7 separate regions of the Mus musculus genome follow, and regions 2, 3, 4, 5, 6 and 7 are each linked to region 1. Evidence: chromatin contacts called from public Hi-C and HiChIP or PLAC-seq data. All regions are on one chromosome and are shown on one strand. Each heading gives the region's core, a stretch centred on a gene start, on an enhancer-like site or on the middle of the called end of the contact. The rest is flanking DNA. Distances are from core to core; before and after follow the strand shown. Region 1 holds the start of Zfp84 (zinc finger protein 84). Region 2 holds the start of Tmem147 (transmembrane protein 147). Region 3 holds the start of Hnrnpl (heterogeneous nuclear ribonucleoprotein L). Region 4 holds the start of Kmt2b (lysine (K)-specific methyltransferase 2B). Region 5 holds the start of Fam98c (family with sequence similarity 98, member C). Region 6 holds the start of Catsperg1 (cation channel sperm associated auxiliary subunit gamma 1). Region 7 holds the start of Alkbh6 (alkB homolog 6).

Region 1 (2,612 bases), core at 63-2,562:
ACTTCAAATAATTTCTGCAGGAACTGGCCAGGTGCAGTATTAAAGTCCATTAGCCCACTTAAGCTGCTATAACAAAATACCAGAGACTAGCTTATAAATAACAAACTTATTTCTCTGTTGTGGTGGCACTGACAAATTAGGTGTCTAGTGAAAACCGATTTCCCCGGTCCCCAGATGGAGTCTCTGGACTGCACTCTCACCTAGAGAAGGCAGGTAGCTCCAGGGAGCCAGGGCACTACTCCCATTTAATTACCTTCAAAAAGCCCCCACCTTCTAAACCCACCACACCGAGGACTAGTTTTGTAACTATAAACTGGACAGGGTGAAGATGGGGTACAACGGAGACTCCGTGTGCTCACTATGTCTGCTTCTTGACAGAAAAGCCTAGAGCTGAGGAAGTTGTCTTTTTAGAACCTGAAGTGGATCACCCAGAATCATGAACTTCAAATTCTGACTTCTCTAGTGGTAGTCAACAGAGGCTAAGATTTTCTAAGAGTTCCCTAAACAAGGCTAAATGGCTACTCGGAGGGTGTGACACAAAAGTAGGAACCCACAGTAATTACGTTTTTTCAAATACAATTTCTATACACTCATCCGTTTCTGAGACAGGATTTCACTATGTGGGTCCCGGTAGCCTGGAACTCACTATGTTCCCACGGCTGTCCTCAAAGTCACTGACTTCCAGCTTCCGCAGCTCGAGTGCTGAAATTATAGATGTGGGTCACCATATCTAACTCCTAACTACAGTTAAAAGTCATGCTGATTGGTAAACTGATCTATCTTGAACACAGAAATCCTTACCGTCTCTACTATTTAGCTTTCTCCCCCCTCCCCCCAAATTTTCAAATAAACTTGACATAAATGGTGTCCCGCACCTCCCGCCCCCGACTTTGCGTTGCAAGACTAGAGGATCTGGTAACCACCTACTACCCACGTTCTGCTGACTTCGCGCACTCTCTCTCTCTCACCCTCCTGTACAATCCACATCCTCCAAAAACCTTTTCGCCCATGCAGTCACACTCCCGCCGCCTTAGTCCCTCTTTAAGCCTCTAGCGCCATCCCGGAAACCGGGTGGGTCCCCTAGAGCCGGCCTGCAGCCAGCGACCAACAAATACAGGCCTTAAGGACTGTATTTACACAAAGCACTTAAAACCAAGGGCAGACTCACTTCAAAAGTATAAACTGCGATCTCACGGCTTCGAACTCGGACGACCAGCGAATACCGACCAGGACAGTACCGGGTTAGGTCGGGTAGGGCACTGAGATGATCCGGAACAACCTCTTTCCAGCCACTTCCGCCATGTGGCTGAGCATTTATAGTGGACTACATTTCCCAGAAGGCGGTGCTACTTCTAGAGTCTGCAGGAGAGTTTCAGTGTGCGAGAGAGGAAGTAGAGATCTGTTGAAACTAGAGAACGGACGATTAGTTTTCTAAAGGGGGAATTTCCCAAGGATCCAAGGCTTGAAGTCTCTGAAACTTAAGCAGTTTCGGCTCTGTGGTGGGGGTGGATCTTTACTCCAGCTACAGAAGCGAGGCAAGAACCCGAGCAAGTGATCCAGCTCAGGACTACATTTCCCAGAAGACATCACAGACCGCGTTCTCGGTAAAGAACTCATCCTGCTATTGACAGTCGGATATATGAGGGCTCTTAAGAGCTTCTCCAGTGTGGTGTTCCAAGCTCCCTGAAGGAATGAGACAAGGCTGTTAGGACTGGGAACGACTGGATAGGGCAAAGATCGCCCTATCTTTACTGGAATATTTAGTCTACTTACCACTCGATAGCCACAAATTTAAATGTGCTGCATTAGCCTGGGTTGAGCATTGCATGTTTGTAATCCCAGCACTCAGGAGGCAGAAGCAGGAGAATCAAGAGTTTTAATGCCCGCCTCGGTTACATAACAAGTTTGAAGCCATGGTTACCTAACGACCTGTGTCCATAAAGGAAAATAAACAGAGAGATGGTTCAGTTCTTAAGAGCATCGTCTGTTCTGTTCCAAGCACTTATGTTGGGCCAATCATGAACATTTATGTTGGATCAAATTTTATGGAATTCCATATGTATGTATGTATATGTATATATATATATATATATATATATATTCTCACTCATATAATGAGAATTCAATGTCGATCATACTGGCTTCAAACTCTGGCCCATGTCTCTGCCTTCTGTTTGCTATGATTAAAAGTATGCATCACTGTGCCTCAAGTCTTGGTGGATTTTGTTATTGTTGGTTGATTTTGTTGTTGTGGAAGCAGAGTTTTATTAGGAAGACTGTCTCCGGGGGGAAGAGAGAGAGAGAGAGAGAGAGAGAGAGAGAGAGAGAGAGAGAGAGAGAGAGAGAGAGAGAGAGAGAGAGAGAGAAGAGAATATCTCGCTCACAAGATCTAGGTTTACCGGCAGCCTGAAACCCAGATTCCGCTTTTTGGATTTCTAGGTTCCTGGTCTTTCCGGGACCTCCTGGGACCCTTTCTAGACAGAATTCCCAGAGGAATTCTCCGTGAATCGGCTTAGAGCAGATGTTGTGGCAGGGGTTACACGAAGGAGGATTTGGTGCCCTGGCTTGTTTTTCCCACAAGGCACTGCGGCTTGGACTCCTCGGTTTGAACT
Region 2 (2,612 bases), core at 43-2,542, 960 kb before region 1:
AACATGTCTTCCTCCATTGCACTCCACTTGTTACCGAGGCAAGATGTAAGGTAGCTTGACAACTAACTAATCTAGCTAGTCATCTTGTTCCAAGGAGCCTCAGTCTGGAGCTGGACTGCTGGGCCTATAAGTGTCCATCAACCGCCCAGCCTCTATATGGATTCTGCGGATCCAAACACAGAAAGCTCACGCTTATGTGACAAGCACTTTTATCCACTGAGCTCCCCTGCTGTGTCCCTGAGACAAAGGTTCCACCTGCCTTGATCACATTCTGTCACCAACACAAAAGGTCTCTGTCCAGTATACCAGATGAGTGACTGACAATGTGGTTTGAGAGTCTGGGTTCCTGGAGATCTTTGCTCGACTACATTTATCTTTGAAATTGTCACGCAGGTGGTCTCCACGGACTTTAACGGCAATCCCCATTCTTCCATCTTTGATGCTAAGGCTGGAATTGCCCTCAATGACAACTTCGTGAAGCTTGTTGCCTGGTAAAGGGGAAAGATGCCAGAGGATAGTGGGGGAGGCTGACAAGAGGGCGAGCGCGCGAGTGCGTACACGTACACACACACACACACACACACACACACACACACACACACACACACACGCCTGGTAAAGGGGAAAGATGCCAGAGGATAGTGGGGGAGGCTGACAAGAGGGCGAGCGCGCGAGTGCGTACACGTACACACACACACACACACACACACACACACACACACACACACACACACACACACACGCCTGGTAAAGGGGATAGATGCCAGAGGATAGTGGGGGAGGCTGACAAGAGGGCGAGCGCGCGAGTGCGTACACGTATACACACACACACACACACACTGACGCCTCCTTCCTCGCCTCCTCAGGTACGACAACGAATATGGCTACAGTAACCGAGTGGTCGACCTCCTCCGCTACATGTTTAGCCGAGAGAAGTAACACAAAAGGCCCCTCCTTGCTCCCCTGCGCACCTCGCGTTCCTGACTTCGGCTTCCACTCAAAGGCGCCGCCACCGGGTCAACAATGAAATAAAAACGAGAATGCGCACAGCTTTGCCCTCTTGTCTCTGCGCCGATCACCTTGCGTTCAGGGCGGGGTTCAAAGTTCTCGGATGAGCGAGAAGAGGTGGCGCTTGGCTCCGAGCCGAGTGGGAGAGGGAAAGCGCTGTCTGAACACAAGGTCTTCAACGGTGTAAGCAAGGCTCTGGAAGTCCCTGCAACACAGCCGGAGCTGGGCGCTCTGACGTCACTGCACGCGACGTACCAGGCCGGACTACAGTTCCCATAAGGCCGCGCGCGGGCCACGGCAAAGCAGGTGGGCGCCAGGCCCCGGTGCCGGCGAGGCCGACTAGAGGAGACGCTGCGCCTGGCGAGTCCCGCATTTGCGGGACCGGGCGGCTGGCGTCATGACCCTGTTCCACTTCGGGAACTGCTTCGCCCTCGCCTACTTTCCCTATTTCATCACGTACAAATGCAGCGGCCTGTGAGTGCAGGGCGGGCGCGGGGTGGAGAGGGTGCGGGACCCGGGCCGACCCCTCACCGCCGGCTTCTTCAGGTCTGAATACAACGCCTTCTGGAAATGCGTCCAGGCCGGGGTCACCTACCTCTTTGTGCAGCTATGCAAGGTGAGGGACTCCCGGACTCCACGTGTCTGGCCTCCAGGCATTCCAGATCTCAGGGGCCTGACTCTGCAGCTGTCACCTTCCATAGGACCACCCTCGAGACAACGCTTAGGGACTATGCCCGAATACCTTAGAAGGGATGCAAGGCCAGAAAGGCCCTGATGCAACTTTTTCTTACAACTGTTGTAAAATGAGAAAACCTCTTAGTGCGATATTTCACCCACAGGGTGTCGCAGGGTGCTGCCTAGGCATTTTTAGACATCAGATTCCCCCGTGAACTTCTAGACTTTTAGAAACCAGGCCACTTGCCCTCTATCTCCCAAGATCACGTGATCTTGCCACTTACACCTAGAATGACCCCTAGAACCCAGCGTCATATCCTCTACTTGCACACTTACTTTCCACAGTATCCACATAGTTTTTTGTTTGTTTGTTTCGGTTTTTAATCTCCCTCACCTTCCAGTGACCTTTCTACTTTCTGATCTCAGATGTTGTTCTTGGCCACTTTCTTCCCCACCTGGGAAGGTGGCATCTATGACTTCATTGGGGTAAGTTGAACAAGGGAAGGGCAAGGAAGAGTGCAGGAGTCGGTTCACCTGGTCCCCGTGTTTACTCGAGCCTCTACCTGACCCACAGGAATTCATGAAGGCCAGTGTGGATGTGGCAGACCTGATAGGCCTAAACCTTGTCATGTCTCGGAATGCAGGCAAGGGGGAGTACAAGATTATGGTTGCTGCCCTGGGCTGGGCCACTGCTGAACTCATTATGTCCCGGTGTGTGGAGCAAACTGGAGCCCAGACTTCCGGGAATGGACAGCTGGGTCCCACAGGGGTGCTGAGGGGAGGTGATCAGAGGCTGGGTGCTGGGGGTGGGGGAGTCTGGGTACTAGAGACTGCCTCCTTTTGCCTTCCTCAGATGCATCCCCCTCTGGGTGGGAGCCCGAGGCATTGAATTTGACTGGAAATATATCCAGATGAGCATTGACTCCAAC
Region 3 (2,612 bases), core at 45-2,544, 960 kb after region 1:
CTTGGCAGTTAACTTACCAGACTCAACTAAAATGTCTTCCAAATCCTTGAGAAACCTAACACTGTAACAACAGGGAGAAGCTGATAAATGCATGAGCAGCAGCCTCATCAAGAGGGCACTGTTTGTTTGGCTTTTTGATAAGTCTCACAGCCTTGTCTGTCCTGGAATTAACTATGCATAAGAGGCTGGCCTCAAACCAAAGAGATTAAAGGCCTGTGACTCCGTGCCCACCGGAAGGACTTTAATAATAAACTTTTAAAAGGAATGCAAACTGCATCCTAACCCAGACACCATAATTGTGACCTTCAGAAGACTAAATAGGCTGAAAGACTCTATGCATAGCCACAGGACCATAATACAGTTTAGTTTATAAATGCCCCAATCCTGGAGCCCTAAGCAAATCGAGTGATAATTTCTAAGCTTGGCTCAATTCCCAAAGTTAAATCTGCCTTTCACAAATCGTCTTCCGTTTTTCAATGCACACAGTAAAAGAAGTTAAACAGTTTAATCTGGGCATTATAATTTTATAATTTCATCAAGTGAACTTCTATATGGAAACGACCATGATTAAAACTGCGACGGGGCGACTCGGTCAGGCCACCGCCCACCCGCTTCCCGCTCGCTGGCTGTGGTTGTAGAAACGCGCTTGCGCATAGGGACACGGAAAGAAGAGGAAAAAAAAAAAGATAAAGAAGTGAGGAGAAAAAAAAAAAACGGCCCGACCGCGTGCCTAGGCCCCCCACATGCCGGCCCGCGGCGCCTGCGCAGTGCGGTGCCTGCAGAGCCAGCCGCTTCCTCCGCCCCCTCAAGCCCCGCTTCGGATTGTGCGCACGCGCAAGCGCCTGTCCTCGCGCAAACCCCGCCGTTTGCCCAACGCCTGCCCCTCCCCCACCCACCAAAAAAGCGCGAGGGCTGCAGCGCCTGCGCAGAGATTTTTCCCCCCTGTGAAAAATAAATAGCTTTTTAAAGTACGAAATTTCCCCTTCCTTCCGGGAGTCTAAAGCCCCAGCCTCACCCCGCCGCCGCCGCCCGCCGCCCCGGAGCCTCCGCCGCCGCCGCCTCCGTGCTGGTCGCCGGCGTTTTCAGTCTTCAGCCGTTTAGGGGCTCGGCCTCCCTCGTTGCCGCCGCCGTAATAGCGACCACCGCCACCTCCGCCGCCCGCAGCCGCCATCTTCACCATCGCTCCCGCCCGCCTCAGCTGCTCGTCCGGCTGCTGCCTCTGCTCGAGCCGCCGACGCCGCTTCTCCGCCCGGGGCAGCAGCCTCCGCGACATGGCGGCGCAGAACCCGCCTCCCCCCGCCTCTCATTGGGGGAGGGACACGCCCGTCACTCGCCGCCCCCACCCGATAGGGGGAGCCACTGGCCCTATCTTGGGGGGAGGGGAAGTTTCCTCACGGTTCATTTCTATTGGATAGGACGCATGCCGTTCTATTGGAAAGACCGCCTCTGTTCGCCAATCGCACTCCTTATAGGTGAACGCTTCTTGCCAGTCATTCCGCCAGGCCCCACCTCCTTAAAATAAACTCTGATTTAATAGGCCAGATTTTTGGGATCGCTCCGCCTTCCCACAAACAGTAAATGGAAGTGGGCCTCCGAAGCTCCGCCTCCTTCCCGCTCTCATTGGTTTCCTAGCTAATCGGTCACTCTGAAATCCTTGCGTTTCCCAGTCACAACGACCATCTTCCCGCGCCACTCCGCTGGGATACAAGAAAGGCCTTCCCTTCTGTGTTCCTACAATTGTTCCCCCAGGTGCCCGTCTCGTACGTCAACACTCGATTGGTCAATGAAGAGTGGAAAGAATGCCCTATTGCCAGATGGTATAGGACGACTGATAGCTTCTGATTGGTGAAAAAGGAGAGCCCGTAGGCTCTCTGTGGCGCAATCTAGGAACCGGTCCCGAGAGAGCGCATGCGCTCCTGTACTTTTGGGGGGGGGGGGGGGCTTCAATAGAAGAGGTGACTTTAAGGGATACAACTACTCGAGTACCCGAACGGTCTTTCGCGCGTCTGTTGTTTGCAAGCTCCGGAAGTCTAGAGCAAGACAACAATTTGCAGCAGCTATAACCCATTAGAACGTTTACTTCACCTCTACCCTATCCTAAGCTGGAGGTTATTATTTTTAAAAGAACCTTCAAATCTGAGCACTTCTCACTAATAAAACACTCATTGATTGCCATGTGACTTTGGACCCTGGCAGGCACCGTCATTTCACTCTAAATTCAGTCATGGTGGTAGATCTTTATAGTTCAACTCGGTTCGCACTTGGCAACTGAGCACCCTGCGTCCTCCAGAGTGCTCTGTGGCTTAGACTCGCTACTTGGAGACTGCTCTGAAGCGATTGTCTCCTCCCAGGGTCCTGCGAAGCCCGAGAGCTGCAACGCCGACAAGTGCCCGCCGGGGAGCAAGCAGACAGGGAACGTACTGACGGAGGATCCGGATCCCGACCACAGACCCGTCCAGAGGCTTTATGGGGAAACTAGGGAGTCAAGAAGACTCTGGGATGTAGCTCAGCAATGGAACGCTTGCCTAGCACAGACAAGGCGCGTATCTACCCCCACCCCCACCACACGCACGCGCGCGCGCGCACACACACACACACACACACACACACGT
Region 4 (2,612 bases), core at 46-2,545, 820 kb before region 1:
GACCATACGCTCCACCTTCCTCTACTCTTCCTCGAGGCCGACCCGGGCCTCCAGCTCTCCCGGTAGTCCTACCTCCTCTGCTGCCACCTGACCGGGTGTTGGTAGCTTCTCTGGCTTGACAAAGAGTCCAAAGAATGAAAGGCAGAAGGGCTCAGCTAGGGCGGCCTGGCAAATTTAACCACAGAAGAACTGCGAGACAGGAGCTACGAACCCTTCCGGGACAAGCGAGTTGCAGAAGCCTCGGCCTGGCGAGCCCGAGTTAAAGGACAATTAACTCGGTGAAGATTAACTGGGGACTGTCAATTTCATCACTATAATAAAGTTTCCTGTGCTCCAGTCAGGACGAGTCCAGACTTTTCCTCTGTGCTAGGGGGTTTCCACCCTTGCCCTGTAGCGGCCCCTGCTGGCCATTCACCATTCAATAAACAGAGGGTCACACTTCTCCTTCCGGGGGGCTTCGTATAATTCCCGAGGGCAGCACGCGGCAAAGGCGCTCCAGACCCTGCGGGAGAGGAAAGGTGGCTTTGAGGCGCCCCAAGACTCTGGTTCCTCCCACAGCAATCTACCGCGCGCGTAGTCTAGGGCTGGAGAGGAGCGCAGACTGAGGTCCGGATTTCGACCACCGGTCTGCTCTCCTCCGAGTAAGGGACGGAAGACTAGCCTCTCCAGCATCTCCCCTCCGCGCCGGGCAATGCGGCTACCGGGTTGCGCCTGGAAGTGAGACTAATCCAGCGCCGCCGCCCTCCCCTCAGCCAACGCCTAGCGCAATAGCTAACTTCGTCTACTGTGTGTCCGTCGGGTTCCCAGGGTCCGAAGCCAACGGTACCCTGGGAAGGACCCTGGGAATGGTAGTCCATGCAGGTCGCTAGTTCCGACTAGAACAATGGGAGGAGTCTGAGCCGGGAACCACACCTCCTGGAGACCAGGAACTGGTTCTCCTGGTCTCTGTCGCCAACCCGGTATTCCCAGTTCTCGCGCCCCAGCTGTCGGCGGAAGGAGCAAGGCGACTGGACTACATTCCCCAGAAGACCTTGCGCCTCCCGCTCTCAGGCCGCGACGCGGGGTCCGCTCTTCAGGTGCGGCTGGAGGGTGACGGCCGACCGGCCCAGGACTCCTGCTCCCGTGGTGCCCCGCGCGTGGCCAGCCCAGCCCCCGGCTCCTGCCCGCCCCACAGCGGCGCTGGTTGTTGTCGTGAGCCGCAGCCGCCCCGCTTTGCCCCTCCTCCCCTCCTCTCCCCTCCCCCCCGGCCCTGCGCACGGGCTGCCCCTCCCCCCGCCTCCCCGGCCCCTCTCACGGTGCCAAGATGGCGGCGGCGGCGGGCGGCGGCAGTTGCCCCGGGCCTGGCTCCGCACGGGGCCGCTTCCCGGGCCGGCCGCGGGGTTCCGGCGGGGGCGGGGGCCGCGGCGGCCGAGGCAACGGAGCCGAAAGAGTGCGGGTAGCCCTGCGGCGCGGTGGCGGCGCGGCGGGGCCGGGAGGAGCCGAGCCCGGGGAGGACACGGCCCTGCTCCGTTTGCTGGGTCTTCGCCGGGGCCTGCGCCGGCTCCGCCGCCTGTGGGCTGGTGCGCGAGTTCAGCGAGGCCGAGGCCGCGGCCGGGGACGGGGCTGGGGCCCGAACCGAGGCTGCATGCCGGAGGAAGAGAGCAGTGACGGGGAATCCGAGGAGGAGGTGAGGCGGTCGGAGGTGTCTCTAGCGCCGGGTAGGGCGGAGGCCAGGGGCTTGCAGGGCTCCGGATAGCTCCGAAGGGTGTTGTGGACAAGTGGGATTCTCGGGGCTCCTGGAAAGAAGCACGAAGGAAGCAGGCTGCGTGGAGCGTTTGGGTAGCTAGGGCCTTTGAAAGTGATCAGAGAAACCCTGACTGCAGCTAGACGCCTGGAGCCCAATTGGTGTCCTGAGCTGATCTTTCGCGGTAGCAATGGCAGAGCAGGACAGGAGTGGGTGAAGAGGCCATAGGGATTGCATGCCGGACCAGCGGTGGTTGACAGCAGCAGCGTGGCCTTAATTGACCAAGGCTAGAGAGCCTCCTGGGCTCTTACTTGCAGGCTGCCTCCTTGGCCCTTAAAATCCGCGACATATCCCTGCCCTGGTTCCACCAGGGCCCCAGTTGCTCTCTGGTTCTAAGGTAGAGTGGTGGAGGCTTCTTAGGCGCGGGTTGAAGAGGGATAGAATGAATGCTGAGTCTTGAATCTGGAGTGAGTGCAGTCATGGTTTATCCCTCTCAGCCTTTTGGAGAAGGCAGGAGGGTGTGGATTCTATTGCTTAGGAGAGCTAGCTGTCCTCTGAGGGCTCAGAGTGGATTCTAATATGATAAACCATCTGCTCCACCTCTCATCTCCCCCAAACACTCCCCATTTTTAAGAATGCCCTGCAAGGGTGTAAATGGAGGACCTACTTTGTTTTAAGTTGGAATTAGCCCTCATTGTAATGCCTATTGCTTAACTCGAGGAGACCCTCTAGTGTTTTCTTCTGGGCTAGTGAATTACTGATGGCTGTGCTGGAATGGTCTGGTTCAAGAACGCCTTGTACCTTTATTCCTTCTGACCTTGCCTCAGTCTTTTAAGTTCTTTGGTAAATGAGGAGGAGTATGTTAAGGTGGACGATAACTATCATATCT
Region 5 (2,612 bases), core at 67-2,566, 610 kb after region 1:
CTACGCCCGGCTTTACTTGTTATTAACTAAGGATGCACCTTAACATATGGACCATAATCCTCACACTTTTAAGAATGAGTGCTTGAGGGGGCTGTCGAGATGGCTCAGTGGGTAAGAGCACCAACTGCTCTTCTGAAGGTCCTCAGTTCAAATCCCAGCAACCACATGGTGGCTCACAACCATCCGTAATGAGATCTGATGCCCTCTTCTGGTACGTCTGAAGACAGCTACAGTGTACTTACATATAACAATAAATAAATCTTAAAAAAAAAAAAAAATGAGTGCTTGAAACATTGGGTGTGACACAAACCTATAGTCCCAGATCTTGGGGGGCTAAGATAGGAGGGTCTTAGTGAGGCCAGATTCCATTTAATATATTAATGGCTGGAGAGATGGCTCAGTGGTTAGGAGCACTTGTTCTAGCAGAAGACTTGGGTTTGGTTCCCAGCACCCACACAAGACTTCACGACCACCTGGAAGTCCTGGAAGTCCAGTTGCAGGAGATTGTAAGCCTTCTGACTTCTGTGGGCACAAGGTACGCGCACACACATGCACACGCACACACACACACACACACACACACACACACATACACACACACGACATTCAGGCACATAAAACATATACTTTATTGCCCTTGGATCCCAATCGCATAGATGGAAAAAACCAGTTTGGCAGAAACATTAGCTGGCAAATGGAGTCAACCCCAGTCCCATCGGCTTGCCTCCCCCTTAGGATGGAGTTTCTCAATGGCATCTGCTTTTTCTTTCGAAGGCCTACAGAGGCAGAGAGTCTGGCTAACACTGGACCCACTGTGAGGTGGAAGGAGGGTCTGGCTGAGGTGGGAGAGTGGATGTGAAGACGTGCTGAAAATCTAATCCTAAAGTGGAAGAAAAACAAGTCGGATGGGACTTTCGGTCTGGGGTGCACTAAGAACAAAGGGCAGCTGGGCGTGTCACACGCCTGTCAACCAGCAAACAGAAGGAGGAAGCAGGACTAAGAAGCCAGCCTGAGCTACATAAATGTATAAATCGAGACCCTGCCTCCAAAAGTATAAAAGTTAAATAAGTTGCTTTTTGCTTTTTTTTTTTTTTTTTTTTCTTGAGAGTCGGACAGTAGGGACACCCGAGCCTCCTGCGACCTCGTAGATCCAAACCTCAAGCTATAAAATTTACACTGGACAAGTTACCTGAAGGGTGCGCGTGGCGCGCGACCAAGCCAATAGGAGCGTGGAAGCGCCTTCGCACGAGAATATGGTTGGATAGCAGCGGGAGAGAGGAGGCGGAGGGAAGAGGGGGCGGAGCCTTTCCCTGGCGGAAGGGGGCGCGCGCACCGGGTCCGCAGACGGAGTTGCCATGGATGGGGCCATGGTAGCGGGTGACCTTCTGACACTGGGGTAAAAGATTCGGTGGTGTGGCCTGGGGGTACGGGAAGGGCGCACTCGCCTGGGGACGCGGACGCAGAGGGACTCGCACTGACGCGTGCCCCGCCGCAGGTACGATGCCCTCCCGGAGGGGGCGTCTCGGGGTCCCGCGTGTGCAGACTTCAGGGCGCTGTGCGCGCGGCTGGCGGCCGAGCTGACGGCTCTGGGAGCTCTGGAGCGGCGAGAGGAGGGCACCGCAGTGCTGGGCGCCGGCCACGGTGCGTGAGAAGCTGGGTGGACGGCGGGTAGAGCCGCGGAACCCGCTGCTTCCTGATGGCTTCTTCCTCCCGCAGGCCCGGACACAGAGGAAGAGTTCCTGCGGCAGTTGGCCGGCTGGCTGCGGGCGTTGCACTGCCCGGATCGCGCGCTCTGCGGCGGAGACTGCGCCACCGTGCTGCGGGAGCCCGGCGGCGGCCTGCGTCTGCTGCGTGAGCGAGCTTGGAAGGCCCAGGGTGGTGGCGGTGGGCGGGGCCTCTGAATGGGGCGGGCTCTGACGCTCAGACTGGACTCCCGTGGGTGTGGCCAAAGCTTTGCGGCGAGCTTGAAGGCCGCAGGTAGATAGGCTAGGGTTAATTAAGGCTTGGCTTGAATTCTGACAGAGGCCTCTGAAAACTTTAATGCGTTGAGTTAAACGCCAGTTGGGTGGTTCTGAAGTGGACCCACATCCCCCATTGTCGGTGGGTGAGGCTTACTCTGGGGGAAGGGCCAAGGTTCTGGTTGGGTAGGGATCTACTCCTCTTTTTAGGGTTTCTTTGCTCTGAGCTCCAGGCTGCCCGCCTCTTGCATCTAAGGCTCCAGCGGGATTCTAGCCCTGTGCCATCCTTTGGAGAAGGGACAAAGAAGGCGAATGGCGTTGTTCAGGAACTGACGCTAACTCTTCAAGCCCTGGGGCTCCCCAGACCCCTGCGTGGAACCCTGGCTAGCCAGCTACTTCGGGAGTTTCATGACAAGGTAGAGAGAGTCTCCTCCTGAGGTACCTTACTTGTGGAAAGGAGCCTGTTTTCAAAACCAGCTCTAAAAAGGATGACCCATCGACAGTGGCCATTCGTTCTAATTTGCTTTTTGCTGTGATAAAACACTGACCAAAGCCAGCTTAGGGGAGGAAACCGTTTGTTTCCCTTCACAAGTTACAGCCCACCGTTGAAGGAAACTGAGGCAGGAACCCAAGCCTCAAGCCAGCCATGGAGGA
Region 6 (2,612 bases), core at 47-2,546, 560 kb after region 1:
TTTGAACTACTGCAACACTCGGTGCCTGAATCAGGACCAGGGGCGTAGCCAAGAGAGGAGACTGAGCAAGGATTCGAACTACTGCAACACGTGGGGCCTGAACCAGGACCAGGGACATGGCCAAGAGAAGAAACAGACCGAGGATTTGAACTACTGCAACACTCGGGACCTGAGTCAGGGCCAGGGGCGTGGTCAAGAGAGGAGACGAAGCGAGGATCCGAACCACCGCGACACTCGGGGTCTGAGCCAGGACCAGGGGCGTGGCCAAGAGAGGAGACAGAGTGAGGATTTGAACTACTGCAACACTCAGGGCCTGAACCAGGACCGGGGGCGTGGCCAAGAGAGAAGACAGAGTGAGCATTTGAACTACTGCAACACTTGGAGCCTGAACCAGGACCAGGGTCGTGGCCAAGAGAGAAGGCAGAGTGAAGATCCGCTCTACCGCGACACTCCAGACCGGAGCCAGGACCAGGGGCGTGGCCAGAAGAGAAAGCAGAGCCAGGATCTGATTTCCAGAACGACTCAGACCTTGAGCCAAGGCAAAGAGCCTAGCGAGTTCGGAGGTGTGGGCGAGGATTCACGAAAGGACAAGAAGACTCTAAGCCGGTTCCTGAGCAGGGCAGGAGCGAAAAGAAAGGGGCGTGGCGAAGAGCAGTGTGTGGGCGGGGAACCTTTTGAGGGCGGAGCCAAGTCCCCTGAGGGGCACAGTGGTAAGGAAAACAGGAAGTGCTCTGGCAAGGCAAGAAAAAAAAAGAGGGACTTGGCGAAGAGTAGGTTAGGAGTTCCAAGAACGGGAACAGAAAAGAGCAAAGCCAGGGCAAAGAGAGAGAGAGTAACTAGGAAGCAGGGTGAAAAGAGCCGCAGGGGTAGGGACAGTAGTAAGAGCAGGGGCGGGGCGAGGAGTATTAGTAGGGGAGGGGCGAGGAGTATTAGTAGGGGAGGGGCGAGGAGTATTAGTAGGGGAGGGGCCGGGAGAAAGAGCAGGGGCGGGGCAAGGAGTGTTAGTAGGGGAGGGGCCGAGAGTAGGAGCAGGGGCGGGGCGAGGAGTATTAGTAGGGGAGGGGCCGAGAGTAGGAGCAGGGGCGGGGCGAGGAGTATTAGTAGGGGAGGAGCTGGGAGTAAGGGCGTGGCAAGGCCTAAGAGCAGGGCCCGGGCAGAGAGTAAGGGGCCCCAAAGCCTGATCAAAGGTGGAGCTAGGAAGAAGAGTGGGAAAAGGGGCAGGAACTGAGCGGTTTCCTAGAGATCAGCCTCAGCTAGCCAACTTGCAAGTGGGTGTTAATCCCCACGTTCTCCAGGTTCTAGCTACATGGTGTCCCGGCCAGCCATGTCCCCGGTCAGCCCTGTGTGGCCGAGAAAACCAAACCTTTGGGCATTCTGGGTACTGCGGCTAGTGCTATTGCTGTCGTTGAAGTCGTGGGCGGAAGATACCTTACAGCATTGCACCTGGCTTCTTGTCCTGAACAAGTTCGAGAAGGTAGGCTTGCATCTCTCCAAGGATCGATTTCAAGATCATGAGCCCATCGATACAGTGGCCAAGGTGTTCCAAAAGTTGACAGACTCGCCAATCGATCCGTCAGAGGTGAGGGAAGTGAGATCAAGAGTATCAAAGAGATTTGGGGTCAGTAAATAGAGAGATCTCGAGTCAGTACACCAAGTGACTAGGTATTTCCTCCACCTTTCTTTACAGAACTATTTGAGCTTTCCTTACTACTTGCAAATCAACTTTTCCTGTCCGGGACAGGTAAGAGTTTACAGTATGAGTAGGCTGATTTCTGTAAGTCTCCAGTTTCCCATTTTCAGCAGTGTTTTTTCAATACAGTTTAATAGTAGTCTCCACCAACCCTGAAGGCATTAAAGATTCAGTCTCCCACTAGGTACAAGAACACAATAGGGACAAAAAGTGAGCACAGCACTCCCCCCCCCACGGGGCCCCATTTTAAAATTGAGATGTAGCTCTTATTTTGTTTAGGGGCCTAGGGACAGAATCCAAGGCTTTGTACATGCTACCACTGCTACCTGCTACCACCCTGTTCTCAGCCCCTAAAGGTGTCGTTCTAAAGTATACAGATCAGTACATTTTAGTGTATCTACAGAGTCAGGCAACCGTTTCAGCTCCATTCTGTCATTCCATGACAGAAAAACTGTGACCAAGGCAACTTATAAACCAAAAGTCCATGAGCAGCACAGTAGGGAACCCGGTGGGACCACCATGGCAGGTACTTCCATCCACAAGCAGGAGGCAGAGAAAGCGAACTAGGAATGGTGCAGACCTCAAGGCCTAACACCCCTGGTGACACATCTTCTCCATGAAGGCCATATGTAATCCTATTCAGTCAGACCCACAGCTAAGGACCAAGCATTCAAACATAGGAGCCTGGGGTGTTCAAACAGTACCTCACTTAAGCAATCACACTAACCTCATTATCTTTCTCCGGAACGTTCCTATTATCCTCCAATAAGAACCCTGTGTCTGGGCCGGGCGTGGTGGCGCACGCCTTTAATCCCAGCACTCGGGAGGCAGAGGCAGGCGGATTTCTGAGTTCGAGGCCAGCCTGGTCTACAAAGTGAGTGCCAGGACAGCCAGGGCTATACAGAGAAACCCTGTCTGGAAA
Region 7 (2,612 bases), core at 48-2,547, 540 kb before region 1:
GAAGCAAATATTCCTCTTCTTCCTTGGAGATGAAGTCAGGGACATAGTAGATTAGAGGTGGCGCCTATAAAATTAAGAACTACCGTTGGGACAGTGGTTCTCAACCTGTGGGTCGCGACCCCCTGCTGACCATCACGAAGTACAGACCTTTACATTATGATTCATAAAATAGTTATGAAGTAGCAACAAAGATAATTTTATAGTGGAGGGGAGAATCACCACAACATGAGGAACTATATTAAAGGGTCCCAGCGCTAGCAAGGTTAAGAACAGCTTTGCCCAACACAGGGATCCTATCGTGACTGGGCAACCTTTCCCTTTGGAGAGAGACTTGGGATGGCCTATGAAACTGCATATTGGAAGTGGGGCAGCCGGCTATACTCTGAGGAGAGCTGGGGCAGTCCAACCAAGAGACCCAGGAATGAGTCTGTCACTCCACCCACCTCACACCCATCGTTCCCACATTCCTCTACACCCCAGCCTTTTCAACCTGTTCCACCCTGAAAGGTTCCAGTGCTGGGACCCTGGCGTCCTGCTCCTCCATGGATACCAACTCCTTGTGCGCCGTCCTGTGGGGAGGAGGAAGTCACTAAGCCTCCTATCTTCAAGCTGTGACCAGCCTTCCTTCCAGCCCATTAGGGGCCAGACCCTACCCTCAGACTTCCTATAAACTCCAATCTTCAACGCTGGAGTCTTCAGTTTCTCAAAGCCACCCGAAGATCACTCCCCGTCCCGCGACCCCCATTTCCCAGCCCGGATATCAGCAGTCAGTAAAATCCTCCATCGCTCTGTCCACCGTTGCCCACCAAAGTATACGTGAATCTTCTTCCCAAGCATCACAGAGAACGCGCCCACACATGAAGCCTCTCTCGAATGCAATCGTAAGCACAGGTCCCTCCGAGCCTAAAGACCCTCCCTCCTCTCACCTCGGCTCCTTCACATCTCCCATTCTGAGCTTTCTCAGACTTGTCCACTCCCAGCTTCCTCTTATCTCCCCACTCAGAACCCACTTCAGCACCCTCAGATCTGAGCCAGATTGCCAAAGTTTCTTCCCCTGTAGAACCTCTCAGACCCTGAGTGTCAGGATTCCACACTGAGCCCCCTAGAGCTCTCACCCTGAGTCGCCTTAGACCTCCACATTCAGTCCTTTGGACACTCACTCCTACCGCTCCCCCCGTCCCCAAGACTCCCCTCTCTCCCCAAAATAAATCTGACCGTCTACAGCGTCTTCTCGGATATCCAGACTCAACGCGCGCATCCTCGCACGCCCCCCCTGCCACTTCCGCCAAGCATTACTGACGCAGGAAGGTTTAGACCACTGGGCATACTCAGAGAACCTAAGGGCCCGCCCTCCAGCCTATCCACGCTCTCACTCAGCATCCGCCATCCTCGCTCAGGCATAGGTTGTGTCCTAAACTCAGGCGGGACTTCGCCTGGTTCCTACCAATCAGTACTCCAGAACCTAACAGACCTGCGTGTCCTTGTGGACTCAGTTGAGACCCACAGCGAGGGCGACTGCAGGAAAGGAGCGTGAAGGGCTTAGCCTTCTGCAGGTCAAGTTGTAAGTCCTATGTCACTGACACAGGGACAGGACATTAAACAAACAAACAAACCTTCTGCCATTCTTACCCAGCAAGGGCACAGGGTCAATGCAGTAACCCCCCAGTGACCTGACACAAGAAGGCCATAGAAACGTCTTTATTGAAGAGGACAGGAGTCATGCTGATTTTAGGGACATGCAGTGAAGGGGCAGTCGTGAGCTGTCCTTGGTGGTCAGGGCCCCAGGTCTGCTCTGGACCTATGGGGCCCTCAGGTTCTCCCGCAGGCTGTTGGTCTGGCCCAGGAGCTGTGAAGTCCTTTGGGGCCAATGACTCAGATTTAGTGTCTTGGACCTGTGACCGGAAGGTAGATTGAAGTAGGGACTCCATGACTTGGGGTCCTGTTAGAGCCCTGGGGCCCTGCACATATTAGTAATCAGAGATTTGGGACTTGGGGGTTCCCTTGAAGCTGGGGCCCATGGAATTTGGAGGTTGAGAGATTAGATGATCCATGGACTAAGAGTATTAGAGTCCTCTATCCTTGTTCCAAAGATGGGACTTCCTGTTTGGGGTCTCCTGGTGCCTGGGAGTCAGGTTTGAGATGCCCTGAGAGCCTGGCAACAGGGTCCTTCCTCCCAGTCCTTAGGACCTTGTAGTTGGGGTTTCCTGAGGGCTTGGGATTGGGGTCTTAAGTTTGGGATTCCCTGGGGATTTGAAGATTCTGTTACTTGGGTAGGGAAGTCCTGGGAATTAGAAATTTGGGGTCTTCTAGAGATCGTGGGGCTTGGAGGGATGGGAAATTTGGGGACATATATAATATATATTCTCTCTGGAATTTGAACTCCCCAGAGTTCTAGAATGGGGCCTCCAAATTTGGGGATTTCCCCCCAAAGGGGGGAAGTTATCACTTTAAAAAATAGAGAATTTTCTGGGAGCCTTGGCCAGCACAGGGACTGTGGGCCATGTGGGGTGGGCTTCATACAAGGCACTGGGGGTTTCTCAGGGTACAGAGGGCAGGAAGACTTGCTGTCCTGTAATTCATGCTTCCAGGACGGTTTTGGTGTTTGTAAATTG

Evidence for each region. A called contact is a pair of places that touch in the nucleus more often than the background predicts. HiChIP or PLAC-seq counts read pairs in DNA pulled down with a chosen protein or histone mark.
Region 2: a contact with region 1 is called in a Hi-C map of CD8 T cells, with 6 times the contacts expected there. The contact joins the promoter of Tmem147 here to the promoter of Zfp84 in region 1. A contact is called at or near these places in 1 of 39 promoter capture datasets (cranial neural crest), 3 of 484 Hi-C or Micro-C datasets (CD4 T cells, CD8 T cells and regulatory T cells), 1 of 115 datasets of contacts at active chromatin or transcription factors (microglia) and 1 of 9 other capture datasets (liver).
Region 3: a contact with region 1 is called in a FOXA1 HiChIP or PLAC-seq map of pancreatic cancer cells. The contact joins the promoter of Hnrnpl here to the promoter of Zfp84 in region 1. A contact is called at or near these places in 2 of 39 promoter capture datasets (cranial neural crest and liver) and 2 of 115 datasets of contacts at active chromatin or transcription factors (bone marrow-derived macrophages and pancreatic cancer cells).
Region 4: a Hi-C map of uterus shows a contact between it and region 1, with 3 times the contacts expected there. The contact joins the promoter of Kmt2b here to the promoter of Zfp84 in region 1. A contact is called at or near these places in 1 of 39 promoter capture datasets (neutrophils) and 1 of 484 Hi-C or Micro-C datasets (uterus).
Region 5: a contact with region 1 is called in an HNF4G HiChIP or PLAC-seq map of pancreatic cancer cells. The contact joins the promoter of Fam98c here to the promoter of Zfp84 in region 1. A contact is called at or near these places in 1 of 39 promoter capture datasets (erythroid cells), 1 of 484 Hi-C or Micro-C datasets (forebrain) and 1 of 115 datasets of contacts at active chromatin or transcription factors (pancreatic cancer cells).
Region 6: a contact with region 1 is called in an H3K4me3 HiChIP or PLAC-seq map of embryonic stem cells, with 3 times the contacts expected there. The contact joins the promoter of Catsperg1 here to the promoter of Zfp84 in region 1. A contact is called at or near these places in 3 of 115 datasets of contacts at active chromatin or transcription factors (embryonic stem cells, large pre-B cells and stem cell-derived neural progenitor cells).
Region 7: a Hi-C map of muscle stem cells shows a contact between it and region 1, with 3 times the contacts expected there. The contact joins the promoter of Alkbh6 here to the promoter of Zfp84 in region 1. A contact is called at or near these places in 2 of 39 promoter capture datasets (liver and pre-B cells) and 1 of 484 Hi-C or Micro-C datasets (muscle stem cells).

Annotation. Positions count from the first base shown.
Region 1 is chr7:29,767,252-29,769,863 of GRCm38.p6, reverse strand. It overlaps Zfp84 (zinc finger protein 84), which reads right to left and starts at 1,312. Exons shown (of 5, transcript NM_023750.2): 1 at 1,169-1,312. Gm38983 (a long non-coding RNA gene) reads left to right here and starts at 1,611. Exons shown (of 2, transcript XR_881933.3): 1 at 1,611-2,612.
Region 2 is chr7:30,728,214-30,730,825 of GRCm38.p6, reverse strand. Tmem147 (transmembrane protein 147) reads left to right here and starts at 1,292. Exons shown (of 7, transcript NM_027215.2): 1 at 1,292-1,482; 2 at 1,555-1,624; 3 at 2,110-2,169; 4 at 2,258-2,394; 5 at 2,537-2,612. The coding sequence starts at 1,406. Gapdhs (glyceraldehyde-3-phosphate dehydrogenase, spermatogenic) reads left to right here. Exons shown (of 11, transcript NM_008085.2): 10 at 394-491; 11 at 867-1,047. The coding sequence ends at 939.
Region 3 is chr7:28,809,572-28,812,183 of GRCm38.p6, reverse strand. It overlaps Hnrnpl (heterogeneous nuclear ribonucleoprotein L), which reads right to left and starts at 1,294. Exons shown (of 13, transcript NM_177301.5): 1 at 1,016-1,294. The coding sequence starts at 1,273.
Region 4 is chr7:30,587,409-30,590,020 of GRCm38.p6, reverse strand. Kmt2b (lysine (K)-specific methyltransferase 2B) reads left to right here and starts at 1,295. Exons shown (of 37, transcript NM_029274.2): 1 at 1,295-1,666. The coding sequence starts at 1,304. Zbtb32 (zinc finger and BTB domain containing 32) reads left to right here. Exons shown (of 6, transcript NM_021397.2): 6 at 1-340. The coding sequence ends at 91. It overlaps Gm32082 (a long non-coding RNA gene), which reads right to left and starts at 1,242. Exons shown (of 3, transcript XR_003946734.1): 1 at 702-1,242; 2 at 416-502. It overlaps Mir3569 (microRNA 3569), which reads right to left and starts at 641; the gene lies at 584-641.
Region 5 is chr7:29,154,914-29,157,525 of GRCm38.p6, reverse strand. Fam98c (family with sequence similarity 98, member C) reads left to right here and starts at 1,316. Exons shown (of 8, transcript NM_001146023.1): 1 at 1,316-1,396; 2 at 1,496-1,641; 3 at 1,717-1,851; 4 at 2,169-2,374. The coding sequence starts at 1,356.
Region 6 is chr7:29,209,609-29,212,220 of GRCm38.p6, reverse strand. It overlaps Catsperg1 (cation channel sperm associated auxiliary subunit gamma 1), which reads left to right and starts at 1,296. Exons shown (of 28, transcript NM_001368407.1): 1 at 1,296-1,579; 2 at 1,688-1,741. The coding sequence starts at 1,307.
Region 7 is chr7:30,307,438-30,310,049 of GRCm38.p6, reverse strand. It overlaps Alkbh6 (alkB homolog 6), which reads right to left and starts at 1,297. Exons shown (of 7, transcript NM_198027.3): 1 at 1,216-1,297; 2 at 491-569; 3 at 1-64. The coding sequence starts at 544. It overlaps Clip3 (CAP-GLY domain containing linker protein 3), which reads right to left. Exons shown (of 14, transcript NM_001360763.1): 14 at 1,683-2,612.